2 separate regions of the Sus scrofa genome follow, and region 2 is linked to region 1. Evidence: chromatin contacts called from public targeted proximity ligation data. All regions are on one chromosome and are shown on one strand. The core of a region is the stretch at or near the end of the contact, and the rest is flanking DNA. Distances in the headings are between cores, read along the strand shown.

The links.
Region 2: a targeted proximity ligation map of skeletal muscle shows a contact between it and region 1. A contact is called at or near these places in 1 of 47 Hi-C or Micro-C datasets (embryonic fibroblasts) and 2 of 2 datasets of targeted methods (alveolar macrophages and skeletal muscle).

Annotation. Positions count from the first base shown.
Region 1 is chr3:97,157,473-97,163,704 of Sscrofa11.1, reverse strand. The region is part of intron 38 of THADA (thyroid adenoma-associated protein); the gene reads right to left. Among named protein-coding and RNA genes, the nearest start is that of ZFP36L2, 40 kb to the left of the region's middle.
Region 2 is chr3:97,531,867-97,537,376 of Sscrofa11.1, reverse strand. All of the region lies in intron 2 of LOC106509843 (a long non-coding RNA gene), which reads left to right. Among named protein-coding and RNA genes, the nearest start is that of TRNAI-UAU, 33 kb to the left of the region's middle.

The sequences.
Region 1 (6,232 bases), core at 2,890-5,389:
AACGAGAACTACTTCCTGTTCGGCTACCCTCACCAGCCACTTCCCCTCGCCCTCGGCCAGGGCAATGCCAGGGTCTGCTCGGGAAATTTCTAACTTCTTGTGTTCCCTCGGCTGGGACCCTACTGACAATACAGATGAGCATCCAGATGGCTCTGGGCGAGGGCCCAGGAGAGAGCAAGCCTGCGGACTCTCGGGGCTGACTGCAGGGTGTGGTTTTATTGCTGGGAGATGCCTGGTTTCAGAGAACAGTCTGTCCGTCCCACCCCAGTGATGCTGGAGTTCCTCCAGGCCTTCGGAGGAAGCTTCCTTTCCCCTGCCTCGCCCCCAGCACCGGTCTCACCAACTGAAGCGTCAGGATTATTCTCAGCAGTCAGCCTACGACATTTCTGTCACTTCTTTTCCATAAACCAAGGCCTGGGGTGCAGCAGAGAGCAGTGCTGATCTGTCTCAGGGGGTCTGTGTTTTAGGCCACATTCCCTCCCTCATTATGTGACATCTTAAAAAGGTAAAAATCATTTACCTTTCCTGAGCTTCTGTTCCCTGTCTGTAAAGTAGAAGCTCTAAAACCTCAGGTTGGAGTTCCTGTTGTGGCTCAGCAGTAACAAGGCCGACAAGTACCCATGAGGATGTGAGTTCGGCCCCTGGCCTCGCTCAGTGGGTTAAGGATCTGGCGTTGCCCTGAGCTGTGGCGTAGGTTGCAGATCCTGTGTTGCGGTGGCTGTAGTGTAGGCCGGTGGCTATAGCTCTGATTAGACCCCTAGCCTGGGGACTTCGATATGCTGTAGGTGTGGCCCTAAAAAGCCCCAAAATAAATAAATAAATAAAAATAAAACCCCGGGTTGTGTGATTCCCCTTCCCTAGGGAGGACTGGAAAAGGGGGATATACTCAGCCTTCACAAAGGGCCTCCTGCAGGCACCCTGGCCATCTCAGTTCCTGTTCCCTTCCTCGGGATAAGCACTATGCGTCTGGGCTCTTGGGTCCCCAGCCCATTTTCCTGAGTCATGATTCTAATGTCTTCCTTTTAAGCAGAGCAGTGAATTTAGAAGATCTTCAATGTCCTTTTTGTTAACTCTTTGGTTCCAGACCTAGAGGCTGGGTTTGAAGCCCTTTTCCTGTCCTAGAAGGGGCATCAAAGTGCAAAGGTGCAAAGGTTTTGTCACCACAGGGCCCTGAGCTCCATGACACCAACTCTCTGAATTTCAGGGTACCCACCTTTAAAATGGAGACGGTAGTACAATATCTGATAGAGTGGCAGCGAGGACCAAAAGAGGTAAATGAAAGTAGGGGCCTCCAGAGGGAAAGGTTCACCGCCCCCCTCCCACCCCAGGCTACAAAGAGTGGGTAAGAGACAGCCGGACAAGGGCCCCGGAGGAAGGGGCCTCCATTCTCAGAGCTGCGCCTTCTAGATGATTCAGTCGGCACTGGTCCCAACCCCCTGACGATGAACTGAAAGGTCTTCTTTGTCTGGGCGCCTCCCGGGCCAGCCCCACGCTAGACCCCGGAGCCCCCATGGATGAAACTCTTGCTCAAGAAATCCCACCCAGGCTCAGTGGTTAATGAATCTGAATAAGAACCATGACGTTGCGGGTTCGATCCCTGGCCTTGCTCAGTGGGTTAAGGATCCGGCGTTGCCGTGAGCTGTGGTGTAGGTCGCAGACACGGCTCGGATTTTGAGTTGCTGTGGCTCTGGCGTAGGCTGGCAGCAATAGCTCCGATTCGACCCCTAGCCTGGGAACCTCCATATGCCGTGGGAGCAGCCCAAGAAATGGCAGAAAAAAGAAAAAAAAAAAACCCACCCAGCAGGGACAGGACGGAATAGGAGGGAAAGGTAGGAATGGTCCAGGACCCACCACTGTGGCCTTACCTAAGCAGAGGCTCAATGGGTTCCTGGTTGAATTAAGGTCAACCAGGTGGCCTAAGGGTGCGGATTTAAACCACCGTACCAAGGATCCACCGTGTCAGGGCAATTTCACCAGAGAGAATCCACATAGCTCCACTCCCTGGGGGCATTTCTAGAAACTCTACCTCTACTTGGCTTAGCTACTGTGACACGTTCACCCCTTCCTACCTTCAACTCATCATCCCATAGGGGTTTTTGTTGAGCATCAATCATGTACCAGGTTCTGGGGATACAGGAACACGTAAAGCAGACAAAAATCCTGCATCCCTGGAATTTTTCGTCTGGTGAGGGAGGCAAATAGTACAATATCAGATAATCAGAGGACTCTGTGGAGAATTTAACCAGCAGGGTGAAGTACTAGCAAAAGATGGAGCGAGTACCATATACTCTAAACTAACTGAGTGTTCAAGGTGTCTCTGTGGACAGGACGCTGAAGCTGAGACTGAAATGCCAAGAGGGAGTCAGCCACGTGAGACCAGGGGAGACCATTTAGCCCCGGGTCCAGCTAGTGCAAAGACCCCAAGGCTGCAATGGGCTCAGCGAGGTGGGGTACCTCACAGAAGGGTGCAGAGGAGAGAGGGAAGGAGACGGCGGCGCAGGGGATGAGGTGGAGAGAGAGGTGGTGGGGGGGTCAGGAGGCCTTCTGTCTGTTACTGCGGGAGTGGGGTTTTATTCTGGGAAAGGAGGGAAGCCAAGGGACAGTAGCTTGCAGGCAGATAAGAGCAGAGGCAGGAAGGCCAGGCTAGAGGTTTTCACAGACGTGCAGGTGAGAGATGCCGGGGGCCTGGACTAGCATGTGAAACAAGCCTTGTGGACAGGTGCTCCGAAAATATCTGCTGAATGAATGAATGAATATGCAGCAACGCCAGCATCACTTTTTGCCTCCTACTTAAATAGTAGAAGGAAAAGCTGTGGTTTATCTAGGTAGGAGTGAGAGGAGGAGTGAGAAAACAATTTAGAATTCAAAAATAGGCACGAAGAAACGAGAGAGGCAAATAAGTCTGGCTTGGCCCCAGGGACATTTAGGTCAGGCTTGGAAGCAGGCATGGGGGGACATTCTGGTGTGCTGGTCTCCAAAAAGGGTACGTGGTACAAACGTAGGAGATGACACCCAGGGAGCGTGACGTCTGTCTGAAATGGAAGCTGGGCCCAGGCTCTGGTACCTCAGAGCAGAGAAGACACTCCAGAGATAGGGTACCTGTGTCGATTAGGAAGGAAGCTCCTGGAAGGCAGAGGGAGGCCACCCTGGCAGGACCTGAGCCTGTCAACCTGCAGGAACTGGGAAAGTGCAGGGCTGCCCGCTGGGCACATGGCTGGGGGGCAGGAGGGCTTGGTGGGCAGCTCTAGAGGTTCCGGGGGCAGAACTGTCTGGTCTGTGACTCAGCACGAAGCCCCACAGGCCTGGGGCTTTGCTGACCAGGCAGTCACCGTGGAGCCACTGTGTAATGTCACGGTGACCCGCCCTCCCTCCCTGCCTGCTCAAGGGCTGGAGCCTCTGAGCTGTGTTCATGCTCTCATGCTGTCCCTCGGACACCGTGTGGTGACAATGGGGTGGGTGTGTGTCTGTGTGCGAAGGGTGAGGTGTGTGGGGGGAGGAAAATATCCTGGAGAAACTGACCAGGCGTTGGCTCTTGGCTTCTTCACCTTGCCCCGGACTCTTTCTTTCTTTCTTTGGTCTTTTTTGTCTTTTCTAGGGCCGCACCTGCGGCAAACGGAGGTTCCCAGGCTAGGGGTCCAATCGGAGCCTACACCAGAGCCACAGCAATGCCAGATCCGAGCCACATCTGCGACCTACACCACAGCTCATGGCAACGCCAGATCCATAACCCACTGAGCGAGGCCAGGGATCGAACCCGTAACCTCATGGTTCCTAGTCGGATTCGTTAACCACTGCCCCACGATGAGAACTCCTATACGAATGTTTCAACTTAGCCCCACGATGCCATGGGCCTCCTGCCCTTTGGTTCTCTAACCTCTGAGTCTCATTTATTTTACATCCTGATCCTGCTTCCACTTTCTGCCCCTCTGCTAAGCTCCGTCATTATTCCAGAGCCTGAGCCCCGAGGCTCCCGTGGGGTTTCCTGGCTAACCCGGGGCCACTGCCTGCAGCCCAGGCTAGCTCCCTGGCCCTGCTGTGAGACTCAGGCCTGAGAGGCAGGAGTGAGGAAGGAAGGGCCAGAGAGTGCGGCGGGGCTGCCAGCTCTTGTCCCACAAGCCCCAGACGGTGAGTCACTCAGAAGGACCGCCTGATTCTCCCTCCAGCTTGTCAGGAGCAATGAACACCACTGGCCCTCGGGCCAGTTCTAGTAGAGAGACTCCATCTCTGGGCCTGTTTGGGAGCTTTCTTGCTTCAAAGGGCACCTCATCTCCTTAGGGAACTCGGGACTGTCCAGACAGTTACTACTGTTGTGGAAGATCAGCCCATCAACACCAATTGAGCACCCACTGTGTACCTCACAGAAGATAATCTCGAAGCTCATGGGCGGCTTGGGACTATAAAAGTAAATAAATTATATGGAAGAGAAAAATAACAGAGTAGAAAACCCAGGGTTGGAGTCCCTGTCGTGGCGCAGCGGAAATGAATCCCACTAGGAACCATGAGGTTGTGGGTTTGATCCCTGGCCTCACTCAGTGGGTTAAGGATCTGGCATTACTGTGAGCTGTGGTGTAGGTCGCAGATGTGGCTTGGATCTGGTGTTGCTGTGGCTGTGGTGTAGGCCGGCAGCTGTAGCTCCCATTGGACCCCTAGCTTGGGAACCTCCATAGGCCGTGGGGGGGGGCCTAAAAAGACAAAAGATTAAAAAAAAGAAAAGAAAAAAAAGAAAGAAAGAAATAGAAAACCCAGTGCTATGCATAACCAAAGGTCTGTAGGATTTCAAAGAGGAGGTCTTGGAGGGAGGAGGTATTGTAGAGAAGGTGGGACTTTGTGTCACCATTAAACATTTATATTTGGCAGAACGAGCAGAAGTTTTACAATTTTCTGAGGGTGAGGGGTGTGGTGGGTGGGGGCGATGGGAACTCCTTGCTGCCAGTGCTCCAAGGAGAAGAGCACCCATCACTCAGTGCGTGAGGACACGTGTACTCGCTTCTCTGTCCCACTGAATCTTTCTAAGTCTTTTACATTCTCTTCATAAGTCAGTTTCTGCCTTTTATGTTGATTATAGCTAAAAAAAAGTTTCTAATAAGAAGTCATCCTTCTTGAACCTAAACACTGACAATGTATCTCATCTGGAGACTCTTTTTTTCCTTTTTGTCTTTTTAGGGTTGCTCCTGTAGCATATGGAGGTTCCCAGGCTAGGAGTCTAATTAGAGCTGCCGCCGCCAGCCTATACCACAGCCACAGCTACGTGGGATCCGAGCCCTGTCTGGGACCTACACCACAGCTCACGGCAACGCCGGATCCTTGACCCGCTGGGTGAGGCCAGGGATCGAACCTGCGTCCTCATGCATACCAGTCAGGTTCGCTACCACTGAGCCACAACGGGAACTCCTAGAGCCTTTTAACATTTCTTGTTAACTGGCTTCTCTTTCTTATCCTGCATCAACTAAAGCGACTGTTGGGTCTCAGAAACATTTTTTTAAATGTAATAAACGAAAACGGACAAAGGGAGGAGGCCATCCGAAATAGGCGCAAACCCTGGCTGAAGAGGAGGGGTGGGGAGCTCGCAGCGGAGGGGGCAGGGAGCCGGGAAGGGGCTCCAGAAGGCCACCCCCCACCTGCCTCCACCCCAGCCCCAGCCCCTCCCACGAGACGGGGAGGAAGGGTGAGCGTGTGGGGTTCCACCCTCGGGCCTCCACATCTCGTCATCTCTGAGGGACCCCTCAGGCCTGCGCCATCCGTCCTCTTGTGCCCGAGGCCTCCAGTCGAAGCTAGTAGATGACGTCAGACCCAGCAGAGGCCCTCTCTCAGCGACAAAGGGCTCCGCGGAAAAGAAAGGCGAAGGGGTAACCCCCACTTGTTGAATTCTGGCATCTTCTATTACTCTGGGTTGGTTTTGGTTTTCTGTTCTCCTCCTATAGCAGCTGTTAACGTTTGTACCTTCACAGGTGCCCCTTTGCTTTCCCCACAGCGCTCGCTGTCTGCCTCACTTGAGAATCGCCCAAATCTCGTGATTTACACTTAAACATTGCCCAGCTTGGGGTTTTTTGGCCTCACGTGGAAGCCCTCGTTTAAATGCACGTGGTTTGAAATCCTAGCACATGAGTGTGTAAGGCAGGCCTGGGAGGAAGTCGAGCTGCTTGGAAGGACGTCGGCCTTGGGGTCTCCGGCTCTTGACCGAGAGCTCTTTCCAGAGCATTTCACAGCTGGGGGTCGCTGGACAGCAGGGTCA
Region 2 (5,510 bases), core at 2,322-4,821, 370 kb before region 1:
AAATGAAAGCCAGAGGGAGGCTGCCTGGGGAACGATTTCTTGGCCAGTTTCCATCACTGCTGCCATCTCCCTCCTTACAGCCCCACCCACCATATCCCCACCACTGTCACCACCAAGACTTCAGGCACCGTCATGACGTCCTTCATGGATGCAACACACCTACCATTTCCCAGGCATTGGTTAGGGTTTGAGGGGAGGGAAACCTGGGAAATTAATATGACACAGAACTGAATCTTCAAAATCTCTAAAGGGGGAAGTTCCCATTGTGGCTCATGGTAACGAGCCTGACTAGTATCCATGAGGGTGCAGGTTCAATCCCTGGCCTCGCTCAGTGGGTTAGGGGTCTGGCATTGCCATGAGCTGTGGTGTAGGTCACAGATGCGGCTCGGATCCTGGGTTGCTGTGGCTGTGGTGTAGGCCAGCAGCTGTAGCTCCAACTCGACCCCTAGTCTGGGAACCTTCATATGCTGCAGGGTACAGCTCTAAAAAGAAAGAAAAAAAAAAAAAACTAGAGGGATCGGCCAGATACACAAACAACTGAGAACAAGAAGGAAGGAAGGTCAACAACAAACTTCTGAAAAATTCCCCGGAATTTAAAGGAGGGAGAGAGGAAGCGGTTTTGAATTGAATCTGGAAGGATGGGTTGGATCCAGACCTGTAGAAGTAGAAGGAAAAGGTCTTCTCGGAAGAGGGATTGATGTAAGGGAAAGCACAAAACTGTAACCCGTGGATGAAGAGGAGAGGAATGAATTCAGTTGGGCTGGACCCCAAGGTGCCTAAGGGGCAGGCAGTGAGGGAAATCAGCTTGAAGTGGTGGGAGGAGATCAAGAAATATGCTGGATAAAGGAAGAGGCCACTCTGCCCAAGGATCCTGGCCTTTTAAAGGGTGGAAAGTGAAGGGCCAGTGGAGAGTAATTGAGTGGCAGGAGGATGGAGCTGGTTTGGAAGCTCATCATCTGTGATGTGATCTTGGGGCCAGTGAGCATTCTCTCCTTTCTCTTCCCTGAAAAGATCCCAACCCTTCTCCCCTCTTGGCTGATTCAAACACTTAACAAAAATGTTGAGTGTTAGGAGTTCCCATCGTGGCTCAGTGGTTAACGAATCTGACTAGGAACCATGAGGTTGTGGGTTCCCTCCCTGGCCTTGCTCAGTGGGCTAAGGATCTGGCGTTGCTGTGAGCTGTGCTGTAGATTGCAGATGTGGCTCAGGTCCCGAGTTGCTGTGGCTCTGGTGTAGGCCGGTGTCTACAGCTCTGATTAGACCCCTAGCCTGGGAACCTCCATATGCCTCAGGAGTGGCCCAAGAAATGGCAAAAAAAAAAAAAAAAAAAAAAAAAAAGTTGAGTGTTAGCCATTTGCTTAAATTCTACCACTTCATACTTTGTCCCTTTGCTTCAGGCATTTGTGACAGAGAGGAGGGAGAGAGGTGAGGGAAGGAAACAACAACAGCCATTGACTATTACTTGTACCTCGGGGCAAATAATGCACCAGACGCTTTCTAGAGAGTGGATTTTGCTTGGACAGCCGCACGTGCGAGGGTGTCAGGTTGGATTGGCAGGTACCACAGGAGAAGTAGAGGAACAGCCTTGGGTTAGCTCCCATGACCTGCTTCGTCCTTCTTCACGGGGTCAGCTCAACGTGGCTTTGAGGCGTTCGACTCAGAGAAGAACTCTGGGGCCCGAGGCAAGGGCACCCCAGGAGCCAAGGGGAACAAGCCTAGGCTTCCCATGCCCTGGATGGCTGTGGCCTTTGTCTTTGCAGGGAGGGTGGCACTGCCCTTTTCCCACTTTCTCCTTGATTCTAATGGGAACCACTGGAGTTGTATCCAGGAGGCATTTCCAAGGCATTCTCTCTCTCTCTTTTTTTTTGTATTTTTTTAGAGTCGTACCCACAGCATATGGAGGTTCCCAGGCTAAGGGGTAGAATTGGAGCTGTAGCCACTGGCCTACACCACAGCCACTCGGGATCCCAGCTGTGTCTGCAACCTACACCACAGCTGACAGCAATGAATACCAGATCCTTAACCCAATGAGCAAAGCCAGGGATCGAACTTATGTGCTCATGGATGCTAGTCAGATTCATTTCCTCTGAGCCACGACAGGAACTCCAAGGCATTGTCTTTTTTTTGTGTTTTTGCCTTTTCTTGAGCTGCTCCCACAGCATATGGAGGTTCCCAGGCTAGGGTCTAATTGGAGCTGTAGCAACTTGGGATCCGAGCCACGTCTGCGACCCACACCACAGCTCACAGCAACCCTTAACCCACTGAGCAAGGCCAGGGATGGAACCCGCAACCTCTTGGTTCCTAGTCAGATTCGTTAACCACTGCGCCACGACGGGAACTCCGGGGCACTGTCTTTTTAAACTCCTTACTTGGCTTCATTTAATTACACAGCCCCCTGTTCAACAACATCCCCTCATCTGTCCTGTCCTAAGCAGAGGGAGGAAATCGGACCTGTTGTCCTGTCGTGGCTGGGCCTTGACCCTCATTCTCTGGCCGACGTTCAGGATGGAGCTTGGATCCCTTCCTCCAACCCCCCGGGACAGGAGCCTGGCCAGGGTGTTGGGACTCTGGGAGAAGAGGTGCCTGTGACCCTTCCCCCACCTCCCTCCCAGTTCTGCTCTGAGGACAGGGGGAGAGGGCTCTTCCAGGCTGTGCTGGCAGCCAGGCCAGCGTTTGTGGTAGGCGGTGTTTATGTGAATGCACAAATGTTTATGTGAGATTGCCAACCGGTTATTTATGAGTCTCTCAGCCCTTCCCCAATAAAAGCTGTTCCTTCAATGTTCTGACAGGCCCCGCATCTGTAACTAATGTGTCACTCGCTCAGCTAATGCAGTTCACTTGTGTTTATTTTTGCACAAAAGCAATTTATCCAGTCGCTCTGGGAAAACACACACACACAACCAGCCCTGTCAAGGACCTTCTTTGGAGCAGAGTGTTTTTCCTCAAAAGAAACTCTAAGTGGCTCAAAGGGCAGGGCAGCCTCCTGGTGTGCGTGCCTGACGGTGTGAGTGGCTCAGTTCTGATTGTGGGGGAGTGTGTGGAGTGTGGGGTGTCTGGCGTGGGCCCCTCTGCTTTGTCTCTGAGTATATGGATGTGTGTCTTTTTTTTTTTTTTTTTTTGCTTTTTAGGGCCACACCCGGGGCATATGGAGATTCCCAGGCTAGGGGTCGAATCAGAGCTACAGCTGCCAACCTATACCACAGCCACGCCAGGTCCTTAACCCACTGAACGAGGCCAGGGATCGAACCCACAACCTCATGATTCCTAGTTGCATTCGTTTCCCTTGCGCCACAAGAGGAACTCCTATGAATGTGTGTCTTTGTGCCTTTGTCTGTCTCAGACTGGGTGGGTTTGAGTGTTTACCTCTGAATCTAAGAGTTCTGCTGGCTGAGTGTAGGTTACTTTTAAAGAAAGTATGGGGGTGGCTCTGGATCTAACTTTGTATTCCCTCTGGTGGAGGTAAATCAAAGTTGGGAAAGTAAGTTGTTGGCAGCTAAAGTGCCTGGGGGAGGAGGTTTGAGGAAGGAGGGAAGGAGGGCGAAGGTTAAAAGGGAGGATGATTGGCTTTGGGGCAAAAGGAGCATTAACACTGGCCAGCCAAGGACTGTGACTGTAAAACAGCGGAGGAAGGCTGCCCAGGCCTTGGTCCCTTTCCCTGCGGTTGTGAATTTTATCATCCCCGCTCTGTTTTCTCTCAGTACTGGCAGTGAACCTTCACAGTGAAAAGATGCTCTGTGGGCTTGTTTGGGGGATGCTGGAAGAGGGAGGGAGCCTGAGAAGCCATTTCCTGCTGCACAAGCAGATTTCTGGAAAAGGAACCCAACAGTGGGGGGAGGATGAGAGGGGCATGCCTGCCAGGGTGGGGGTCGGGAGTCAGGCTGAGTGCTTGGGTCTGCTGGGAAGAAAAAGAGGTGCTGATTTCGGCTGGGGAGGGGCCTGGTGGTCTCTGTGGTCCCCAATCTCACTTCATAGAGTGTTTCCCTGACCCTGGCCAGAACCCATCGGGGTTGGACCGGAGAGTCCAGGAGGCTCCGTGTAGACCCCTCCCACTGCTGGAAAAGCTTTAGAAGCCCATGGCCAGCTGTCCTGGAGGGGATGGCCCCGATGGTAGGTGTCCCTCATATCTGAATGACCCGGCAGTAGTAGTGGACTGTTAGGACAGTGGGCCCAAAGTCTCATGCCTGAGGGATCTCTGCACTCATTACCCAAAACAGATGTCTTCTCACAGCTCAGACCAAATCTTGGCTGCCTTGTCCTGATCTGCCAGAAAATATCACGTTAACAGTTTGGCATTTTGCCCTCTTGAGTTTTCCTCCAGTAAGATTGCTTTAAATCTCTGGTGCCGGCTGAATGATAAGTCAGTGGATATTTGGATAAACATAGAGAAATAGACGACAGTGCTTTGCCTGAAAGCTTATTTTTTATGGCTCTGGGTTGTTCCCATGGTGATTTTGTCTGGCCTTCAAAGCTGACCGTCAGTTGGGGTGGTCAGGGGAAGCTGTCCGTTTGTCTCTGGTTTCTGTGGCCAGGTGACATTCACGGTCGTCCCTTTGTCTCTCTGTGACCTGAGCGGATTTGGGGCCTGCTCTTCCTTTTGGCCAGGGAGTGTGGGTGTAGGAGGAAGGCGAGGAGCAGAAGGATGTCAGTCAACCCTGCCCCTGCCTGCAGCGCCTTGGGAGTGCCTGGCTCCTGGCTCCCACGCTCAGAACCCATCCTTCTGATCTCCCTGTGATATTTAACTTGCAGTTGAATTCATCCCGAGGCTGGTGGCTGTCCCTTGGTGGTGGGTGCACCTCCCGGCCACCTGTCTTGGAAAGCTCTGGGGCAGGCTCAGGCCTCCTTTCCTTCTCTTGTGGGCCTGTGCCTCGGGAGGAGTGGGGAGCTGTGAGTCTGGGGGTGGGGACAGGAGGACCCAGGGGATAACCCTGTACTCTGGAAGGAGGCTTACTTTAGAATTTAAGAAGAACACCAGCTCCCAGCCCTCACCAGGTTCAACCAGACACTGCCTTCCTGGCTCAAACCACATAACTGTCTAATTGTCAGGCTCAACAGCCTTTCCTCCTCGCTGCTTGGCTGTAGGCTATGTGGCCAAGCTGTCCCCTCTTGCTGTGGCCCTGGGGTTGCCTCCATACCAGGCTCTCTTTCCTGGTTGGCGGCTCTCACCTCCCACCTTGGCTGCTGCAGGCCTGGGAAGGGCCACTGAACACACGCATCGTGGAGCCGTATTTCCCCACCAGCAAAACTGTTCCCAGGTCCTAAATGAGGATTCACAAGCTCCACTGCCCACGGGGACTGGGCAGGTGGTGTAAGGGGAGGAGCCCCAGGCCCCAGGCAACGCAGTAGGCCCAGGCTGGGGAGCAGTGGGGAGCGGTGGGCAGCGGTGGGCATGGAGGCTCCTAAGAGCACTTTTCCAAGGCCTTCCATGTCTCTGAATATCTAGTTTGCCTTTTTTCCCCCCAGGGCTGCACTCAGGGCCTATGGAAATTCCCAGGCTAGGGGTCTAATTGGAG